Linked DNA regions of Mustela erminea: region 1 is linked to region 2. Evidence: chromatin contacts called from public Hi-C data. All regions are on one chromosome and are shown on one strand. The core of a region is the stretch at or near the end of the contact, and the rest is flanking DNA. Distances in the headings are between cores, read along the strand shown.

The links. Hi-C and Micro-C count contacts between places; a contact is called where the count stands out from the background.
Region 1: a Hi-C map of fibroblasts shows a contact between it and region 2, with 5 times the contacts expected there. The contact joins the promoter of RNGTT here to the promoter of UBE2J1 in region 2. A contact is called at or near these places in 2 of 3 Hi-C or Micro-C datasets (fibroblasts and spleen).

The regions. Positions count from the first base shown.
Region 1 is chr4:41,526,571-41,531,797 of mMusErm1.Pri, forward strand. RNGTT (mRNA-capping enzyme) reads left to right here and starts at 2,278. Exons shown (of 16, transcript XM_032339080.1): 1 at 2,278-2,570. The coding sequence starts at 2,507.
Region 2 is chr4:41,233,224-41,238,260 of mMusErm1.Pri, forward strand. UBE2J1 (ubiquitin-conjugating enzyme E2 J1) reads left to right here and starts at 2,401. Exons shown (of 8, transcript XM_032339072.1): 1 at 2,401-2,680. The coding sequence starts at 2,650.

The DNA of each region.
Region 1 (5,227 bases), core at 1,028-3,527, 290 kb after region 2:
GAGAGGGAGAAGCAGGCTCCCCGCTGAGTAGGGAGCCCCAGGGAAGGTGCTCAATCCCATCATGATCACGTTGGACCCTGGGATCACTACCCGAGCAGAAGGCAGATGCGTAACCAATTGAACCACCCAGGATGACTGAGCCACCTAGGCAATCCCCTAAACAAACCTTTCTCTAACTCTTTGACTTGCAGGTAGTTACAGCTTAGAACAGGTCACCTTAGGCTAAATTCCCCTGGTGACAGGAAGATAAGAGTGCTATCTTCCTTCTTGTTTACTGAGATGGCTACTAGGACCTAAGAAAAACATTCCTGCTTGGTTAGACCGGCAAAAGGCCGATTTAGCTGTTAAAAAGATTTATACACCCATCAAAGTGATGGAGAAATTTATACACCCATCAAAGTGATGGAGGGAGAATTTATAAATGGAAGCTTTCTGAAGAGAATGTTCTAGGAAAAGGCAAGGGGGAAAAGTTCTCTGCTTTTTGTCAATAGGGAAAATTCAATCTTATTTTTAGTTACTGTTACACATTGCCTTATTGGCAAAATGGATGTTTGAGGGAAGAATTCACCCATGAAGAAGCGATAAAGAGGAGGCCAAGACCTATTTATGAGGGTAGGTTAGGAGTTCTAGAAAACCAGGGAGGTGTCATGTTGGTCCTTGTGTGGGCATCTATTTTTCCTCTTGTGGAAAAGCAGAGATGTGGGATTAGGAGTGATATAGACAGAAATACAAGAGAAAAACATCAAGAGAAAGATTCCTGTTAGTAAGAAACTGCCCAGTGACTTGGATGCCACTTTCCTACTCTACTGTCTTTTGTGGGGCATAAGGGAGCCATGAGGTCCTTTTGCTCTATGGGCACTAAGGATGGAGAGGGCATGAACGATAATGATGTAAAACTTAAGCACACACTGACGGCTTACAACCAATTACAGAGGCTCATGGGTGGCATGAAGCCTCTGGGAAGCTCTCCCTGTGCCTAGGACTGTGTGTGTGTGAGAGTGTGTGAGGGGGGATGCTTTCCAAGGGGAGTCATCCCCAGAGAGGGAAAATGAGATATTATCACAGGATTCGGTTCACCTTTTCCATCCCTAGAGATTTGGGCATGGTATCCATTTTACTTTGTCAGCAGGGAAGAGAAATATTTAGATACACAGCTGGTCGGTAAGGAAAACCTTATCTTGTCCTGTCAGGAGAGGTGTGACACATTTACAAAAAGGTCTCAGTAGTTGTAACAGCAGGACAGACTGGGAGTGAGACCTAACTCAGGACCTCTCTGTTTATGGGAGAATTCTGAGTCTTACTGAGAGGGTACAGGCATTCAGGGGCTGAGCTGTTCCTTAAGTTTCCCACCTACCCACTTTAAAGTATACGCCACCCACCCCCTAAACTCACAATCTTACAATTCAAATATAGTATTGGTCTTTAAAACCAAATCGCTACATTAAAATTAATTTTTCCATTATCCAGTTTTATGTTTAACACTTTAGTAATTACAGAAAGTCTTATTACAGGACGGAGTTTATAAAACGTTCCCAATCACTCCTGTTTAACTCGAAGGGTAAGACCATTTGTTCGGTAAGGCAAAGAACACCCCTTTGTGTTCCCGCCTTTGCCAGTTATGCACGTTAGTAACTTTGAGACACGGAGCCCCTGATGCTCCCCAGTACTCGAAAAATTTGCTCCAGAAATGTACAAACAAAACTCTAGAAAACCATTTTGGGATTAATTTCAGATACTTCAAGGATCCTTACAAGTACCCCCCCGCCCCCGCTCCCAAAGAGAAAGTCATTTCTGGCATTCCAACTTCTCGCCCTTAGAATGTCTCTAAAGCTTGTTTCCCTGATCCATGTCAAGGAAAACTTCCCAAATTTCAGCTCAAACTCAGATCCTGCCGGGACGCCAAGCTGGGCAGAAAAAAGGGCGATCAGGCTCTAGATCGTTAACAGTGGTGGGAAGGACACTTTCATCACTAAAACAGATGCTTTTGTGGAAGCTGCGGATCAGTCTACGCCTGGAAAGAGGGCTGGCTTCTCTACATCTTCAGGGGTGTCTATCTGCTGACTAGGGAAGAATACAAAATACGTGTCATTTGCGGGAACCGGTACGAGGCCACCCGCGCTTGCGCGAAGCCGTCCTAAGGGCGAGCGGGAGTTCTCGGTGGGGCGGGGCAATGGAAGACGCGCCCCTCCCATTCGCCGTGGCTTTAACTCCCTCCCATCCCTCTTAACGAGCATCTGCGTCTTTCCCTCTGACCTCGGAAAGAAGGGGGCGGGGCCTTTAGGGGCGGAAGTAGCAGTGCATTGTGGGCTCTCTTAGAGTGGTGGAGTTGATCCTGAATGAAAGTGGCGCGCCGCCTCTGACGTTTCCCGGGCAGGAGCTGCTGGGATTTCGACCCCTGCCGGGATTCGGGTGCCTCGGACCCTCGGTACGGAGCCGACCGCGAGGAGGCGGCGGCGTTGGCGCGGCGAACGTTGGTGGAGGGGGCGCCTCTGCGCGGCCCCGAGACATGGCTCATAACAAGATCCCACCACGGTGGCTGAACTGTCCGCGGCGCGGCCAGCCGGTGGCAGGTAACCCGGACGGGGGTGGTGTTCGAGTCCCTGCATATCCGCGGGCCCGTGGGTGGGCCGTGTGAGGGGCGCAGCTTTCGTGGGGTTCCGTGCTTGTTAGTGGTATTTCAGGACCGAGATGTGCTCGGTCGGACGAAGCTTCGTGGTTGAGTGTTTGGGAAAGTGATTGGAGGGGGTGGGCCGGTGGGTGGGGGCACGTGTCACTCTCCAGGACGACTAAGTATTGCGAACGCGAAAGTAGACAGGAGGTTTGGGTAGCGGGAGCTGGGGGCCCAAGAACACAGCGGGCATTACTTTGAAGCTTAGAAGTTTAGGAACCTTCCAGGTTTCTCGGATGGGGTAGGGACAAGTGTCAGTCTTGAGATGGAGGGCTCAAGAGGAGAGGGAAGTTTCCCAGTGCTGAAATGGATCGACACTGACTGGAGTTTGGTTTTTAAAAACGATTTTGTTGTGAATTTTTGCGTCTTCATTGAGTTTGACACATAACAAACCTTAAAGTGTTGTGTGAGAAATGCCGCATACCCAGACACACTTCCAGTGAAACACCCATGAAACCACCACTACAATCAAAACAGTGAACATAACCATCACCGCTCAAGAGTTTCGACTGCCCCCTGTAATCCCTTCCTCCTCAGGCAATCTCTTACATGCTTTCTGTCATAGATTAGTTTGCATTTTCTATACTTAAAAAAAAATAAATAGAATCATACAGTGCATACACTTGTTTTGGGGGGAAGGTCTCTGTATTCTTTTGCTCAGCATTGTTATTTTGAGATTTATCCAAGTTCTTGTATGTTTGTATGTGCATCCCTTTTTATTGCACATACAAACAGTAGTAGTCCATTGTTAATGGATGCAGCACATTTGTTTATCCATACACTCACTGATAGTCATTTAGGTTGTTTGCAGTTTTTGGCTATTACAAATTAACCTGCTATGAACATTCCTGTGCAGTAATTTGTATGGATATATGCTTTCATTTCTCTTGTGTCAGGTTCTAGGAGAGGAAAGGATCATATGGTAGGTGTATGTTTAACCTTTTAAAAAAATGTCAAACTCTTTTTAAAAGCCATAGCATTTTACATTCCCACCATTAATGTCTGAGAGTTCTGTTTAGTTCATATCCTCTCCAAGGCTTGGTATGGTCAGTCTTTTTAATTTTACCCACGATAATAGGTATTTAGTCATATTGTGGTTTGTGGTGTATATGAGCTTCTTGGCAATTCACATATCTTCTGTGAGATGTCCAGATCGTGTACTGATTTTTTAATTGGGTTTTTATCTTATTGTTGAATGGTTAGACTTCTTTATATATTGTAAATACAAATCGTATATTGGATATATGCTTAAATTTTTTTTTTCTCCTGTCTGTGGCTTGGTTTTTCATTTTCTTAACACTGTGTTTTTGAGGAGTGAACGATTTACATTTGAACCACAACTTGCTGCTGATTCTAGAAGGGTTTTGTAGTGAACTATGATTACATGTTATGTATATATTTATAGTATGTCTTACCAGTTATTTGAAATTGTTGAAAGAGTCCTTTTTTATTTTTTTTAAAGATTTTTAAAAAAATTTTTAAAAAAAATTTAATTTTTTGTGTTTTTATAAACATATAATGTATTATTAGCCCCAGGGGTACAGCTGTGTGAGTCGCCAGGTTTACACACTTCACAGCACTCACCATAGCACATACTGTCCTCAATGTCCGTAACCCCACCACTCTCTCCTTACCCGCCTCCCCCCGGCCATTCTCAGTTTGTTTTGTGACATAAGAGTCTCTTATGGTTTGTCAAGATTTTTTTTTTTTTAAATTCATTTAAGAGAGAGGGAGAGACAGAGACAGAGCACAAGCTAGGGGAGAGGCAGAAGCAGACTCCCTGCTGAGCTGGGAGCCCGATGTGGGACTTGATTCCAGAACCTGGAGATCATGACCTGAGACCAAGGCAGACGCTTAACTGAGCCACCTAGGTGTCCCAAGAGCCCTTTTTAAATTCAGGTTCCTAATTCTCCTGCTTTGTCAGGGTTTTTTTTTTCCCCCACATTTTACATAATATCCTTAGTAAGTAGAGCCATATCAATGATGGCTAAAAATAATACTGAAAGATAACCTAAGCAGGTCTTAGGGTGAGGAAATGTCTTTAATGAAAAATGAAAAAAATTTCTTCATGCTCTAACCATTTTTTTAAAAAGATTTATTAGAGAGAGAGAGTGCATACAAGCAAGGGGAGGGGCAGAGAATCTCAAGCAGCCTCTGACTCCCTCCTGAATGCAGAGCTTGGTGCAGAACTCAATCTCACCATCCTGAGGTTATGACCTGAGCTGAAATCAAGAGGTGGTTGCTTAAGTGACTGTGCCACTTAGACACTCCTGCTCTAACCTTTTTTTTTTTTTTAAAGAGTTTATTTATTTGACAGAGAAAAATCACAACTAGGCAGAGAGGCAGGCAGAGAGGCAGGCAGAGAGAGGGGGAAGCAGGCTCTCTGCTGAGCAGGGAGCCGGATGTGGGGCTCGATCCCAGGACCCTTAGATCATGACTTGAGCCAAAGGCAGAGGCTTAACCCCCTGAGCCACCCAGGTGCCACAACTCTTAACCGTTTTTATATGCATTTTCACTTGTAATAAAAGCAGTTGTTCTTGGTAATCATTGTACTTATTC
Region 2 (5,037 bases), core at 1,151-3,650:
GAAACTGCACTTCAAAGGGCCTCTGTTCTATCTAAGGAAAAGAGGAACTATATAGGTCAATGATTATGGGTTTGTTTGTTTTTAAGTAGGCATGAAGGCCAACCGGGGCTTGAACTCACAACCCCAACCCTGAGATCGAGACTTGATTTGAGATCAAGAGTTAGATGCTTAACTAAGTCACCCAGGTACCCGATTGTGGTTCTAAATAAATTCTCTTAACTATAAATGTCTCTGCTGAGAGAAATCTTTCAGTTGGCTTGCTAGAGGTCTTTGCTCTTGCAACAAGTTTAATAAACTTTAACATGAGCCCATTAACTAAATTGTTAGAATAAATTTGTTTTTAACCAAGGAAGGAGAGATTATAATTACTCTGGAGCTCATTTTGTGGGGAAAATAGCCCCCTCCCTGTTGAGGAGCAAGAATTCTTTGTCCCTTTTTTTTAAAAATTTTTTATTTTTTATAAACATATATTTTTATCCCCAGGGGTACAGGTCTGTGAATCGCCAGGTTTACACACTTCACAGCACTCACCAAAGCACATACCCTCCCCAATGTCCATAACCCCACGCCCCTTCTTTGTCCCTTTTCCAGGAGCAAGAACTGTCCCCTTCAGGGTCCTTCTGGCTGGACTAAGAATCAAATTGACATGAGATAGATAAATAGGATAAATTTAATAGTGTAGGTACAGGGAATCCATACAGACATGGAAACTCCAAAGACAGGCAAAATGAGATCTATACGTCATCCCGAACTAAGAAGGGGTTGGGACCTGGAACTTCACTGGAAAGGAAAACACTTCATGGACAGGAGAACAGATGTTTGGTAATTAGATGTCTGCCCTGCAATACAGGTGGGTCACTCAGATAAGATTTATCTCTGCTAATAATCCTTTTTCTGGAAAGACCCTCAATTTAGATTCTTCTATGTGACTGAAGAAGGGACAAAAGTTTCTTTTGCACTCTCAGGATCTCAAGTGCCTTCAGCTCAGAATAATCCATATGCCAAGTGGCACATTGGGCGTGGGGTGGGGTGATGTCCTGAAACCCTTCAATGCCAAGGAAAAGACGAGGTGGTGGTGTCTTCTAAAAAGAAAGAAAAGAAAAACGTCACAGTCTCCATACAGAGGAAGAAAAGGAGAGGAGAGCCCCAGAGGAGTATAGCGTCCAGTGTTTGACTAACCTGGAGGCTGAGTAACCAAGCGCTTCCTTGGCTTCCAGAACTGTTTCCTTAGCTCTCAGATGGGAACGATGGTACCTATTTCAGAAGCCTCTTTACTGCAAGGCCTCTTGCACCAGCCACAGACTTTTGCAGAACTGTCAAGTGTCAAACAATTTGAATATTTAACACAAAGAATGAATAAATGAATGAAGTAGCACATTGGCTTTGCTTGCGTATCTCAGCCACTCGGATCATCCGTTTGCTTCTCAGAAAACATCATGGAATGGCTTGAAACGTCCCATCCAATTTTATGTTAGATATCCTCCATTTCTTCCCTTCCATCTCAATTTCATTCTTTACAAAAGCTTGCTGGTACAATTCTTTATGTGATGAAATATAACTGGCCCAACTAGATCAGCCCTGCTTCATCTCACCAAGAGTTCCTTCCTTCCCTTTTCATCCACCCCATCTTCCTCTTTTCCTCAGTTCTCACCCCTCTCTTAAGCCTTCAAGAACCCATAGGCTTCTTCCTCGGAATCCCATTTTTTCTATAACGAAGCATGTACTGCGTCCTTTAAGGTTGCATGCTTTCCCCCAAATTCAATGTATTTCCCTCAGTTTTATTTGACTAGTTATAATTCTTTTTCTCAACTCCCACAATGCTTAGAAGTGTCTTGCACCCAATCACATTACTAAAAAAGAAGTTAGAAAAATCCTACTCAATTTCCTTATCACTGGATTGCTCTTCTTTACCCCCATCAGCTCCTAGCTCCCAAACAAAGCGGCCCACGACCCCGCGGAGCAGCGCGCGAGCAGCCAGGCCCCGGGCCCCTCTGGACTCTCAGCCCGGGGGTCCCGGAGCCCGCCGGCAGCGGGTAGGGCCGGGCCGCTTCCGGCCCCGCAGTTCCTCGCTTATACCCGCGAGCGCCGGGGAACCCCGGAGGGGCCCGGCGAAGGGTCGGCCTCCGCGGGCCCAAGCCGAGAGGAAGACGGGGACGCCGCCCGCTTTTGCAGACCCCGGAGCGACCTTAGCGGGCCTAGCGGCGATCGCGCAGTGACCGGCGCCGGGGCTGACCGACTGCCACGAAGCCACCGCCACGTCAGGGCAACTTCACAAAACCCGGGCGAGGGCGGGTGACGCACACCCGGCGACCGCGGCGGGGTTGGGCCCGTGGCCAGACGAGGAGGCTGACCTCCAGCCCCGGCGCCCGGTTCAGCGACGCCCCCGCCGGCGCCGGCGCCTGCCGGGGCCCTCAGGGAGGCGGGGGGAGCCGCGGAGGAGGCGGCGCCATCGCGAAGCCCGCGCCCCGCCCGCACGCTCACACCCCCACACACCTCCCGCCTGCAGTCGGGGCCCGGGCTGGGCGGCGTCTGCGGAGGCTCCGTCGGCCTGGCCCAATCGGCCCGAGCCCGCGCTGACACCCGGGCAGCAGCGGCGCGGAAAGGTGGAGGCGGCGGGCCGGGAAGCCGTAGCCGGGACAGCGAACCGCCATGGAGACCCGCTACAACCTCAAGAGTCCGGGTGAGCGGGGCCGGAGGCGGCGGGCGGCGGCGCCGGGTGGGCCGGGGAGGGCGGACTGACCCCTGGGCTCCCGGGCCCGGCGCTGCGGTTCCCTCGCGTCCGCCGCCACTCGCGGCTCCGCTTCGGGGTTTCGCGTTCTACGCGAGACCGCCGCCTGCCGGGATGGTGCAGGCCGCAGGGCGGCCGGGCGGGCACCCGCCGCCAGTCGTGGGTACCCGCCAGTTCCCCGCAGCACCCGGACTTTCCCTTCTCCTCATGTTGGGCGCGTAGTGCTGGGTCCTGAACTCATCCCTGGGAACAGGTGTAAAGGTGATGTCGGTGGGTAATAGTTAACAGTCCCTTGCGGTACTTAAGCCCAGACCGTCGTTATCCCTTCGTCGCTGCCACCGGACTTTTATTAGCTGCTTGACTCACTTGCATGTGAGGATTTGGTTGTTTAAATATCCCATTTGCAACATTGGGGGCGAATGGAATTACAGACCTAGAGGAAAGATTCTGTGCTAAACCAACTAACCTAGAACTAAGAAAACTAGTTAGAGGGGCCGTGTACTTTAGAGGAAACCATGATTTTTGCCGTGACGGCTGACATGATACATGTCTGTGTTCAGTCATAGAGACTTCCTGCATTTCGTGCCCCTGCTTCATTCACAGAATAGCCCGAACAGTCCTAGCTTCAAGTTCTTTTCCGGTGCCGTGTAAAGATGCAAGAAAAGTCAGCAGCTCTCTCATATTAAGGCAGGCTGGAAATGAATCACTAGGGCCTGTAAGTGGTATTTATTCTCTTCTGTCTGTACCTTGATAAATTTGTCAGGAGGGAGAAACTCCACAGTTCAGCTCTAAATGATAATCCGAGAATATTCGTGATGGTTTGACCAAATATTGCTGCTGCTTATTTTTTCCTTCCAAGAAAGCATCCTTTCAGTAGGAATCAGCAAGATTAGCATCCTTATGAAAAGAGCTGACATTGTGATTTTTTTTATTAAGAAAATACTTAATATGTAGAAACTCCAGAAAAGTCCGAGGATATTGATTGAACAGAGCATTGTGAGCTTGAGTGCGGTCGGGCTGAGATGTGTTCTTAGGTGACCAAGTGTGTAGAATGGGTCATAACATTTGGGGGGGTCCATAGACTTTAAAAAAGAAATCTGGTGAAGGCTCTGGGCTTTCCAAGAAATGCATTTATACAATTCAATTTCAGTGGGTTAAGGACCCCCCCTTGAACCCACACCCCTCCCATCTCTTCTGAACACCTGGGGAAGAAAGGAATTTAAAAGAGAAAGGGAAAGAAAACCTTAGTTTTAAGGTTAGATGGTAGAATGCTTAAACTGTTTAGATTGTCTTAGATTTAAATAAAACTACGTGGCTAAAAATGTACGGTGACTCCTTGGTCACATGGTACCAAGTTCCTTAGGACAGCTGAGGACCTTAGTGGAATGTCCAGAGAATAATGGAAATATAAGTAATAGTGCAGTTTAGAATGGCGAACTGGTGGGTCCCAAGACATTGTTGTTAGAGCACATTGCTCAGGTTTGATAGGTTCTCATACCTGAAGTTATGAAAAGCTTTCAAAATTCTCCAGAATTTTGTACACTTCCAAAGTATATGGTCTGTCATCTGGCTGAGCTTTGGTCGACATGCTTCTGTATTATAAATTGCTTCCTCTTTTTGGTATCATTTCCTCAAAGGTGGTATTGCTGTTCTACACTAAATAATTTTTTAAGATCTTTTGTTGTTGTTACTGTGTGGATCATTTGGAGTTCATGGTGAAGTTGAATTAGATGATATATGGCACTTACTTGAAATGCTAGGAGGCATGGTGAAGCTTCCTTCCTTTGTTTTATTCTCAGTCCTGTGATATTTTTAGAGTAATGCCTATGTGAAAAAAACTGTTTAAAAGCACTGCACAATGGAAGGTACAGAACCTTTTCTCTGTAATGTGCAGTTGTCTTAGAGGTATGGATCGTACAATTAAGAGAATACACATAACTGGTTCAGGGCCAGTGCTCTAGCATGTGGATAGTAATTTGTTCACTTTGTAATTAGGAAAAGTTATTTCTTTGTGATTTTTCTGGAATGGACTTGTGGTTATGGGCAGAACTCTGTATGGAGCCACCTCCTAAGCCTCTGACTTAGCTTGTCAATAGTTGCTATGCATCAAGCTCCCCGATCCCTTTTTGAGTCTGCTCTGGCCAAGGTAGTAGGGTCTCTTAGTACAAAGTAGGGAGATCTAGCTATAAAGAACGTTCTGTGGGAGCTTTCTTCAGACAGGCCTGTGGGTGTGTTTAGCAGGTGATTGGTGCATATGAGATCAGTGCAAAGGCATCCACTATCTCCACCAGAAACTTGGGCATGACCTA